3 separate regions of the Xenopus tropicalis genome follow, and all the other regions are linked to region 1. Evidence: chromatin contacts called from public Hi-C data. All regions are on one chromosome and are shown on one strand. The core of a region is the stretch at or near the end of the contact, and the rest is flanking DNA. Distances in the headings are between cores, read along the strand shown.

What was found. Hi-C and Micro-C count contacts between places; a contact is called where the count stands out from the background.
Region 2: a Hi-C map of gastrula embryo shows a contact between it and region 1, with 2.5 times the contacts expected there. The contact joins two enhancer-like sites. A contact is called at or near these places in 2 of 5 Hi-C or Micro-C datasets (gastrula embryo and neurula embryo).
Region 3: a contact with region 1 is called in a Hi-C map of gastrula embryo, with 2.0 times the contacts expected there. The contact joins two enhancer-like sites. A contact is called at or near these places in 2 of 5 Hi-C or Micro-C datasets (gastrula embryo and neurula embryo).

Annotation. Positions count from the first base shown.
Region 1 is chr6:68,035,240-68,038,726 of UCB_Xtro_10.0, reverse strand. No RefSeq gene overlaps it. Among named protein-coding and RNA genes, the nearest start is that of irx1, 160 kb to the left of the region's middle. Within about 2 kb of position 1,671, at least 2 of the 11 cell types and tissues checked have an H3K27ac peak or open chromatin away from gene starts, as enhancers often do. A contact at or near this core is called in gastrula embryo, where this site is marked.
Region 2 is chr6:68,204,844-68,208,330 of UCB_Xtro_10.0, reverse strand. No RefSeq gene overlaps it. Among named protein-coding and RNA genes, the nearest start is that of irx1, 7.1 kb to the right of the region's middle. Within about 2 kb of position 1,555, at least 4 of the 11 cell types and tissues checked have an H3K27ac peak or open chromatin away from gene starts, as enhancers often do. A contact at or near this core is called in gastrula embryo, where this site is marked.
Region 3 is chr6:68,186,895-68,190,381 of UCB_Xtro_10.0, reverse strand. No RefSeq gene overlaps it. Among named protein-coding and RNA genes, the nearest start is that of irx1, 11 kb to the left of the region's middle. Within about 2 kb of position 1,646, at least 3 of the 11 cell types and tissues checked have an H3K27ac peak or open chromatin away from gene starts, as enhancers often do. A contact at or near this core is called in gastrula embryo, where this site is marked.

The DNA.
Region 1 (3,487 bases), core at 422-2,921:
ATGGAATGTATTAAACATGATTATTTCTGTTTTATTTAGGCTAGGTACTAATGTATGTGATTATAGCACTTGTTATTTTAATTAGGAAAACATAGCTACAGTTTGTTTTCTAGACCAGCAAGGAAGCCTGTGATTTTCATGTTCTAATTCCCACAGTGCAGGTTTTGCACAATATGCTGTCAAATAATGAGAGTAGATAATTATAGCTTTGAAAAGGACTGAACACACCCTGCATGAACATCAAAACCAGCTATTCAAAATCTTGTAATTGATAATCAGATCTGTAGGACTTACTAGATCAGCCACCAGCATTACAGGAAACATTTAGGACACAAATTAACCATTCAAAAGGGAGTGATGTTCTCTATTGTTCTCGCTGTATAAGGCATAGTTATGTTAGGCAATCTTTAGTGCTCTACCTACTGCATCACTTTGACTCCCAGCATGCCTTCTCAAGCGCTGCTGTTGGAAGTTTGTTCCACAACAGCCAGATCACCAAATGTGAAAACCAAAATATTATTTGAATTTAACATTCTGGATTTATTTACTTGTTATGTAGTAATTATTGGAAAATGGTTCTTATTACTTTATTGTTTGTGATAATTTGCAGACACTAATTGTACAACATGATCTGAGCTTTGACTTTGACCACTGCTGATAAAGCCCTCATATTTTAAGCATTTAAAGAGTTAAGTCATATATTAACCATGAAATTTACATAGGTTCGAATGTGGCAGTGATGCTGTATGTTTATAGTATTATTTAACAGTGGTCAAGGGGACAAAATGAAATCCATTATGAATATCCCTGTAGCCTTAGAGCCCTTGAGGATTATTGCATAAAGGATTTGCTATTGGTCGCTTCCAATTAACAGCATTGAGTAACTCTGTGTATCTCTCAGCCTGCTATTCAATCACACTGGAGTGATTTAGGGCACTAATTCCAGCCTTTGGTAATTTCAAACAGTGGCAGTCCTCTGCACAGTAGTTATAAATACTGAATAGCGAAGCAAGAAAACAATTGTCCTAAAAATCTAAATATTAGGGCTTAAGATCATCTTTAATATACCCATATGCTACTTTTGCACTGGGTTCCTTTGGGGTCCTTACATCTCTAAAAACATGTAACCTATTCAAATACATATTTCACCAGTATTTAATCAGCATTTATTGGCATCACAGCAGACACAAGAGCCTGCAAGGGAAATGTCATGCAATGTTCAGTATGTGTCAGTGTGCACTGAAATGCCACAGGTAAATCTTTGACAGTTCTGTGAAAAAAGTTGAATTGCTTAGTTTTAGAACATTTTTGTTCTTCACTCCTATTTACAATAAGCTTCTTTGGGCGCTTGAGGTATTTACATATAATTGGTAAGATGATGAAGGGCTAAATAGCCAAATTACCTACAATGCCCAATTCATTCTAAATTTGTGCATCCCTCAAAACGAACCCAAATTAGGCTTGTAGAGATAAATAGTTTTAACACTGTTGTTTTGCTGGGATGATAATCCTTTACCTTTGTGATATAAACAGCACAAATACAGGCGGCTGTCTAAACTTTGATGAAAACAAAAGAGATCTTTGGAATTTGGGTGGGACTAAATTTTAGGCGTGTGGGAGATTTAAGGTGTATGGCAGCACTACAAAGAAGCTACAAGTGTAACTAAATAAGCCTGTTTGATTTTAAAGGTCCAGAGCAAAAGGTCATCTGACAGTGATATCTCCCAACCTTCCTAAATCCCCTTTAATTGCTTTTGTGATAAAATATGCAATTTAACCCTGCCAACTGAAGCGCTAGCCATCTCATACACAAAGCCCACAGGCAAAGCTACTTGTTTTTAAGTCTATCCCTGTATAAGTGTACCTACAAGCACTACATCTGTCTGATGGTGTATAATTCCATTTATCTTGTTATTTTTAAGTAATCTCTGCACAGAGGCAAGTGGCAAAATCCAGGCCTTAGGCTACTGAAGGTTACATAGACAGCATATTTAGTGTAACCTGAGAAACACCTGCACATTGACAGATTTTGATGAATGCATTGTCAGTTTCATGATTAGAACATATCTCACAAAATAAATCACATTTTCCCTATCTTAGTTATTCATGCCCCACACATCTACCCACACATGCACACACAAATATATTATATATATATATATATATACACACATACATACATACACATTCTGTTTTTCACTGCTTTCTAACCTTATGTGTGATAATGAAAGTAGGAATGCTGAGACAGATGGGGAGGTGTCCAGGGGAATGCTGAGTATGTCCTAAAATTGCTCATGTCTTTAAACACTAAAAACATCAAAATAAAAATCTTTCAATTCTAGTTATGGTGGATATCTGATTGCATTATTGCAAACCACATTTAGCTCTACATTTTAACTAGTCATTTAAAACTCATCTGCTTCTGGCATTGACAAATAAGCAGTTATAGGTATGGGGAGGGGGCATTGATTAATTGCTATGGTCAAGAAAATCAAACCATGATTCATAGAGAAGGGCTGCTTTTGAATCCTCTGAGGTAAATTACTGCTTCTCCCTTTTCTAGGATTGGTGCTGCTCTTTTGAATAGTGTGGCTAGTAATGAGTCCAATCCACAGAAAATCTGGCAATTATTGAGTTGTTAACCTTTCATTTCTTGCAGTATTAATCACACTACCCTGCTTATCCATTTGGGATTCATTATTCCCTATATTTTAAATACTACCAGGTTTTGTGATGCACATTTCCTTTTATCTATCCCTAAAAAATAGTGCTTTTCTGTAGTTGGCAACCCTGTCTAGTAGTGGTTGCTACATACTGTATACAACTGAGGAAATGGTGCATTTGTGGTCCCATTCACAAAAGTACGCTAAAAACTAAAATAGATCAAAACATAGCAGGGGATTGACAGGTACAAAGGTGCTATGGGCAGTTGTGTTTCATTACCCCTTTATGGGTTATGTAACAAAAGGAGCAAAGTTTCTTACAGTTCTAATCACTAATAATCAGACTGGTTGTTATGGGTAATTAGACCAGGAGCAAACTTTAAGTACAAAATTTTAATATACTTTTGAAAGATACATACATGCTAGCAGCAGAAATATCAAGCCAGATAAGAACATTTTAAAGCCAAATGTTTTGACAGATATCTTTTATCTTTGAATTAAATCTTTTATCTATGCCTAAAATCCTTTTATAGAACACAGTGGAGTCATATAATGTTTTTTTTTTACATTAGTTTCTTGACCTTGTTAGAGGACCTCATTTCATGTAATCATATGGCTCACATATGCTTATAGAAAATGTGAGATAAAAAAAAAAAAACCTTTAGACTGCATTGCTGACATCACTTAATAAAAATGTATTTATAATTTTTAACTCATATTTATAAACTGGCAACATTTTAGCAGGGATTTACACATAATGCTGACTGATACATATGGTGAGATTACAGTTTTCTTTTGAGGGCCACTTCACTTTATTCTGGAAA
Region 2 (3,487 bases), core at 306-2,805, 170 kb before region 1:
AGATATTGTGAGAAGTGACAGTATAATTATAAGCACTCCCTTCCTCTTTCCTCCATTCAAATCTTGTCATTTGAAGTGTATGCTCGTTACTAAATTAATTTTGCCTGTATTAAAAAAAATCATCGTTGCCTTAGGTAAAACTGCCACTGGTATCATGCTGGGTTTTCACTATATAAGGGAACAGTGTTAAAGGGTAGTTATGTTCTGGAATACAAGGCAAGTGTAGCTGCCCACCTGCTTGGAATCTATTCTCTCTTTGTTTCCCAGGGCAGATCTAATGATTGAACTAATGAAGGGCTGTTATAGTCAATAATTACCCATCGGTTATTTAAATCAGATCCCATTTGCCAGACAAACATTAGCCCAGAGCTACAGGACATGGCTTCTCCAACCCCACCCCTCCTGATTGCTCTCTCCCTTTGCTTTTTTGCCTTTCTCTCTCTCTCTTCGCCTCCTCTCACCCTCTTTGCCACTTTTCCTAGTAAACCAATCTACTCCCTTTCTCTTTCAATGTTTTAATCTACAAGGACGACTGAAACTTTATAGTGCATGATTCATAGAGAGAACCTGCTCTCGGAGCTATGGTGCATATTACATTAATCAGTGTCAGAGCACTAAAACAGATATGAATATGAGTCTGTCCGTATTTCAGAGGATATAAAAGTGCTGGTGATTAATTGATCATGGCTAAAAGTTCTGAACCAGCAAAGTGTAAAACTTAACACTAGTCAGGCTGATCTTTCCGTTCATGGTGGGTGCTGCTATCTGCCCTACGTTTATGGACAGAACGTGCAGCGGGCAAATAGTCCTTAGCTGTAGCTCGTTTAAAAAACATTCTATCGCACTCCATTAATTTTCAATAAACTTCTAAAGCCCAGTAACTGTTACTGAGATATGTGCCCCATCAAATAAAAAAATAATTTAATGAGTAAGGTTTTGGCCTAGTATAAAACGATTAAATTCATTTCTACAGCAGTGCCATGTCTCCCTAATAGTGAGGAGCACAGGAACTGAATTTATAACAAAATATTATTTCTTGATGGATACGGAAATTCATTTCCAAAGGTGACCTAAATTAACATGAATAAACGTATACCGAATTAAACTCGTGCTGAATTATATGAATGTGAGCTGGGCATGGTTAAACCATCGACCTTGTTAATGCAGAAAAAATAGAAAGAATAATACAATTATAGGTAGATTTGCAATTATGTGGCCGTCTGAATATACTCACTTATTAACTTTCTTACCTATCTGTAAAAAGTTGTACAGGTTTATCAGCTCTAATTCGTACAGTAATTACTGGTATTTAAAGTAAAGATTAGGAAATTTAATTAAACTATTAGAGGGAGAAAAGTGCTACAAAACGGCAGGGAATACATTTGAGTACAGCCCTCACTGATGTATGGACACACAAGTGACAAAGGCCTCCTATTAATGTGTAGGAACTCACACCAATTAATGTTTAGACATCCCAACGTGCAAGAGTGTGTTTGTGTGACTGTTGGTGAAATATACAATCTTATGCAATTCAATTACTGTACTTACATACGATAGAATTGTAAATGACGCAGCTCTATATACAAATACGAATTAGCAATTCAAAGTGCATCAGAGAATAGACTGGTTTTGCAGGCTAAAGAGAAACGTAACGCCCTTCTGCCTGCAATTTGTTAAATCTTAATTAACCTCATTCAGTGGGTAGGCACAGTACAAATATCAATAATGATGTCCCTAGAAAGCCAGTCCCCCTTTAACACAACTAAATATCCATTTTGATTGTACAGGGTGAAATTGGAGGCTTACATGAGCTATTTTGTAGCCGCCATATACAGGCATCTAATCGAAATAGTTCAGCATATGTCCTTCTTCTCTGTGACACATTACAGGGTGCTAATAAGTCTTTCCACCTTTCTAATAACGAATTTGATGGATTTAAACTAATTTTATCCAGCAGCCATATAAATGTATAGTCATACAAATACCGTTTTAGGCGATAAAACTACTATAAGATTGTAGTTGCAGTTGACTTTTATTTGTAGTTGATTTTAATTACAGGTTGTAGTTATAACTGATTGTCGCATTGAACTACGGCATTTTTACAATAATTTGTAAGAAGTGTGGCGGTACCAATATAAGTCTATAGAGGGAGCTATTGCACTAAAATAGAAAGACGTTCTAGCGTCGCCTAAAGCTGAGAATCTCTGAGTTTGCCACGCTGACACTCATCAGAGTTTCTTTTCACAAATTAAAGCAGTGTGCTAACTTCTAGAAACTATAATAAAGGATAAAGCATTTGCCCAAAATTATCACACGGCCATTTGCAGCTTCTTAGGTGACTAAAATCAAAGCATTATATGAAAATCTGCGTATGAATATCTGTCTGTTCTGTTGAAATGACACCCACAAAATGCAGGAGCTTTTCGTCACTTTTAGATTTATAGTGACATAAATGAAAAAGATCCTAATTTGCTAATTAAACAGGCAAAACATATACACACGATGAACCGTTATAATACACTATCAAAACAAAAACAGTAACGGTTGTTTCACAGAAACGTGGATTTTTGGAAAAAATAATTACTGTATGACCATATCTGGGATTAGACTGTCATGCTAACAGAAACCGACAAGAAAGACATATGATGAGGCTGGACATAACCACTATTATTTGATGAAATTATATTAGTATTTTGTCCTCCACACAGTACTGTGTGTATGTACTGTACACGACTATAAGCAAGGGGCGATCTAATTTGTTTGCGCCTGTACAGACAACTGGGCAGATAAAGTGAGCTTTGTTTTTTCCATGATCACCGACCTGATTCTTAAGGGTGTTTCATTAATATTTTATTTACAAATCTCGCCTTACTTCCGACAAGTGCTTGTTCTAGGACAGTTCTGTTTTAATAGGGCGTCTCCACATTATTCCTTAATGACTATCCCAGCTGCTTCATTCCATTTACCACCATGAACAACCATCTGGCATCTTATTAGCACCTCAATGCTCGTTTAGTGTTTTCAATTAGAAATTAAAAAAGCAGGAAACACTGCAAAAATATTACAGATTTTTAACAGATTGCCTAAGGAAGATTAATGTTTTAACAAATACGTTTGCACACTCTTGGTAGCAATACTGCTGAAATATATATTTCCCTCAGCAATTTTTAAACTATAGTGGATTGACCATCTCCTGATAAATATTGTGATAGTCCTAATAGAACAAGTAAAGGGGACCGTAGGTTTTTGCCACTTTATGGACTTGCCAGTGTGTTAAGTGCTCACTCCTCAGGGATTAAATCAACAATTGTGTTTGGGATTCATTATTTATAATCTATAAAGCTAAATTGTAATCGATATTTGAATGAGCATAGTTCAAAAAACAATTTCAACCAAATCTAAATAAAAAGAAAACAGTTGGTTGGGGTTTGAAAAGAAATTATACAAGAGAACAGATTGTTCTAACTCCTGTGTGGGAGTGCTAGCC
Region 3 (3,487 bases), core at 397-2,896, 150 kb before region 1:
TGCAACTTGAGTTTGTTTAGATGCATTGCATGCCATTTTGGCTGGTGCAACTTCTTGTGTGGTCACAGTTATTTTCATTGTGAGTAAAAGAAACATTGTGAATTGTGTTTGAAACCTGCACTTTGTATACTCTATATGGAAAATAATTGCCTTAGTCTTTAGTTAGTTCAGAACTAAAAGGTTTGTTCTAAAATATGCACCGACCCAATGATAATACACTTCCAAAATCTAAATTCTATAGTTAATAAAGTTTTTAAAATATCATCACATTATAATAAGAGTTAAACATTTTTGTCTACATATTGATTTGTATTGCCCTGCTTTTTTCCAACACCAACTTTAATTTAGCAGCTTTTAGCTGCTAAAAAGATGACCATTTTAAATTAGCTTGTATAAACGTTTTAACATAGTAAATATATTAGAATAAAATTTTATAGAAAGCTTTGAAGGCAATGCAAGCCTCTTGTCTTTAAAATAAAAAGCTACAAGAAGCAAGTTAGAAAGGAATCATTATTCAAGAAAAAGGAAAAAGGGGGAAAAACCTATATGAGTATCATGGAAATGCCTGTTCTGGTTTGTATAAAAGCCTTCTCTTTGTGTAATAAGATCTGCCCTCTGCACCACGGGGCTGACATATGCTCTTTTTTAAGTGTATTGTTGTGCTAATTATTCTAGGGTGGGTGCTTTTCTATAATACTACACTTGAATAACTGTTGACCGTGGGTTGCAGTGTAGGTGTAGAATTTACTGATCAAATGTATAATAAAAAGCATTCAATTTTTAACTGAATGTAGTTGGCATAGTGCCTATATTTTATGATAATAACAGAAATAACAATTATATTTTTAACGTAGCCTTTATCATATATCATTTTTGTATTCTATCTCTATATCGCTATAACTCAAAGTTATAAGTTTATTAAAAAGCTTGCAGATATTTATGACTGTTACATTGTGTAATATATATAACTAAATACATTAAACATATATAACATTAACACATTATTCCTATTATACCTGAACAGCCACTTTGTGGGGACTAACAAAGAAATGGAAATAAAAAAATGAAAATCAGAATGGAGGTGTGGATTTTATGGGACCTTTATTTTGTTAATATTTAGTTAAAAATCTGCAGCCCTGTGTAGCCTTAAGCTCAGTTCTGAATGCTCTACATTACACTGTCTTGGTACCAAGGGTAAAACAGCTTTTTTTTTAACCTTCTCTAAGTAAAGACAGGATTTGATCCTCGCCTTCTTGTCTGGGTCTTATTTTCTCTAAATGTAATCACTTCTCTGTCACTGAAAAAAATAGGGGGCTCAACAAGAATATAGGTTATAGAAAGCTTATTTCAGGCTCCAGACTTTAGTTAAAAATGAATTTCTGTGCAGATTTGTTGTATCAGTGCCATTTTATTAGACAGCTACACGTTTAATAAAATGTAATTAGTTGGCAAGGAAGCTAGTATTTACAAAAGCTACACAGTAAACAGGCTTGCAATTATAATCACTGAAGATGTGTAGTGTTTTCGACAGAAGCTGAGTCTTTATGATGTAAACGATCTCTCTATCTTGTAAACGCCCTCTCTAACTTCCTCAAAAGCAGGCTTTGTAATCCAGTGTGACTGAAGGTGTGGAAATGGGGAGGGTAAGTCAGTTAGAAGAAAGATTAGTTTATTGGATCTGAAGCCTGATTTCAGGACCCTACAACAAGGCACATACTGTTGTGGCAGTCCACTTTGCATATGAGTCCTAATTAAGCCCTAATTAAGTTGAAATGCAGATAAAATGATTATTATCTACACGTAGCTAGCAAAAACACCCTTGTTTATTAGGGAAACAGCCAGTGAGTGACGTTTAATGGGCAAGATCAGTTTTTGGCACTGTTGTGCTGTTAAATGGTTTGAGGTTAACAAGGCAAAGTATTCATTGTTTCATATACACAGATCTCTAAACAGTTAGGAAAAACAGATAGTAGTAGTTTATTTGGCTTAGAGAATCATGTTTAAATCAAGGCCATAGCATACATACATTTAAATTAGCATTGTGTGAATCAATGTTGTTCAATTGTTTTCCTATAATAAGGTTAATTCTGTCTGTGAGGTGCTGCATTTACAGGTAATCACTTGGTAAAATTAAGCAAGTAATGCTGCCATTAAACATGACAATTGTGCCACAAGAGTCTACTGATTTACAGGAGTCTAAAAATGAGATTTCATTGGTTGCTCTGATAAGGCACACTACATGATCTCCTGTTCAAAAGAATAAAGCATGCAAAAATACACATTTCCATGGTGAATAGCAGAGCAGTAGAAACAGTAAACCCAAATTATAAATACAGAACATTTTCTTTACAAGCAAATGGCACAGCAATTTAGTTACATAGTTACATAGTTACATAGGGTTGAAAAAAGACCATTGTCCATCAAGTTCAACCCATCCGAGTAAACCCAGCACACAACCTATACTAACCAATCTATACACTCACATACATAAACTATATATATACAACCAGTAATACTAACTGTAGATATTAGTATCACAATAGCCTTGGATATTCTGCTTGTTCAAAAACTCATCCAGGCCCCTCTTAAAGGCATTAACAGAGTCTGCCATTACCACATCACTAGGAAGGGCATTCCACAGCCTCACTGCCCTCACCGTGAAAAACCACCTACGCTGCTTCTAATGGAAGTTCTGTTCCTCTAATCTATAGGGGTGACCTCTGGTGCGCTGATTGTTTTTATGGGAAAAAAGAACATCCCCCAACTGCCTATAATCCCCTCTAATGTACTTGTACAGAGTAATCATGTCCCCTCGCAAGCGCCTCTTTTCCAGAGAAAACAACCCCAACCTCGACAGTCTAACCTCATAGCTTAAATCTTCCATCCCCTTTACCAGTTTAGTTGCACGTCTCTGCACTCTCTCCAGCTCATTAATATCCTTCTTAAGGACTGGAGCCCAAAACTGCACTGCATACTCAAGGTGAGGCCTTACCAGGGACCTATAAAGCGGCAAAAATATGTTCTCATCCCTTGAGTCAATGCCCTTTTTTATACAAGACAGCACTTTATTTGCTGTAGTAGCCACAGAATGACACTGCCTGGAATTAGACAACTTGTGATCTACAAAAACCCCTAGATCCTTCTCCATTAAGGATGCCCCCAACACACTACCATTCAGTAGATAGTTTGCGTTTATATTATTCCTACCAAAGTGCATAACTTTGCACTTGTCAACATTGAACCTCATTTTCCAGTTTGCTGCCCAGTTTTCCAATTTTGTCAAATCGCTCTGCAAAGCGGCAGCATCCTGCATGGAACTTATAGTTTTGCACAATTTAGTGTCATCAGCAAAAACAGAAACAGTACTCTCTATGCCCACCTCCAGGTCATTAATAAACAAGTTAAAAAGCAAAGGACCAAGGACTGACCCCTGCGGTACTCCACTAACCACACTGGCCCAATTAGAAAATGTTCCATTTACCACCAC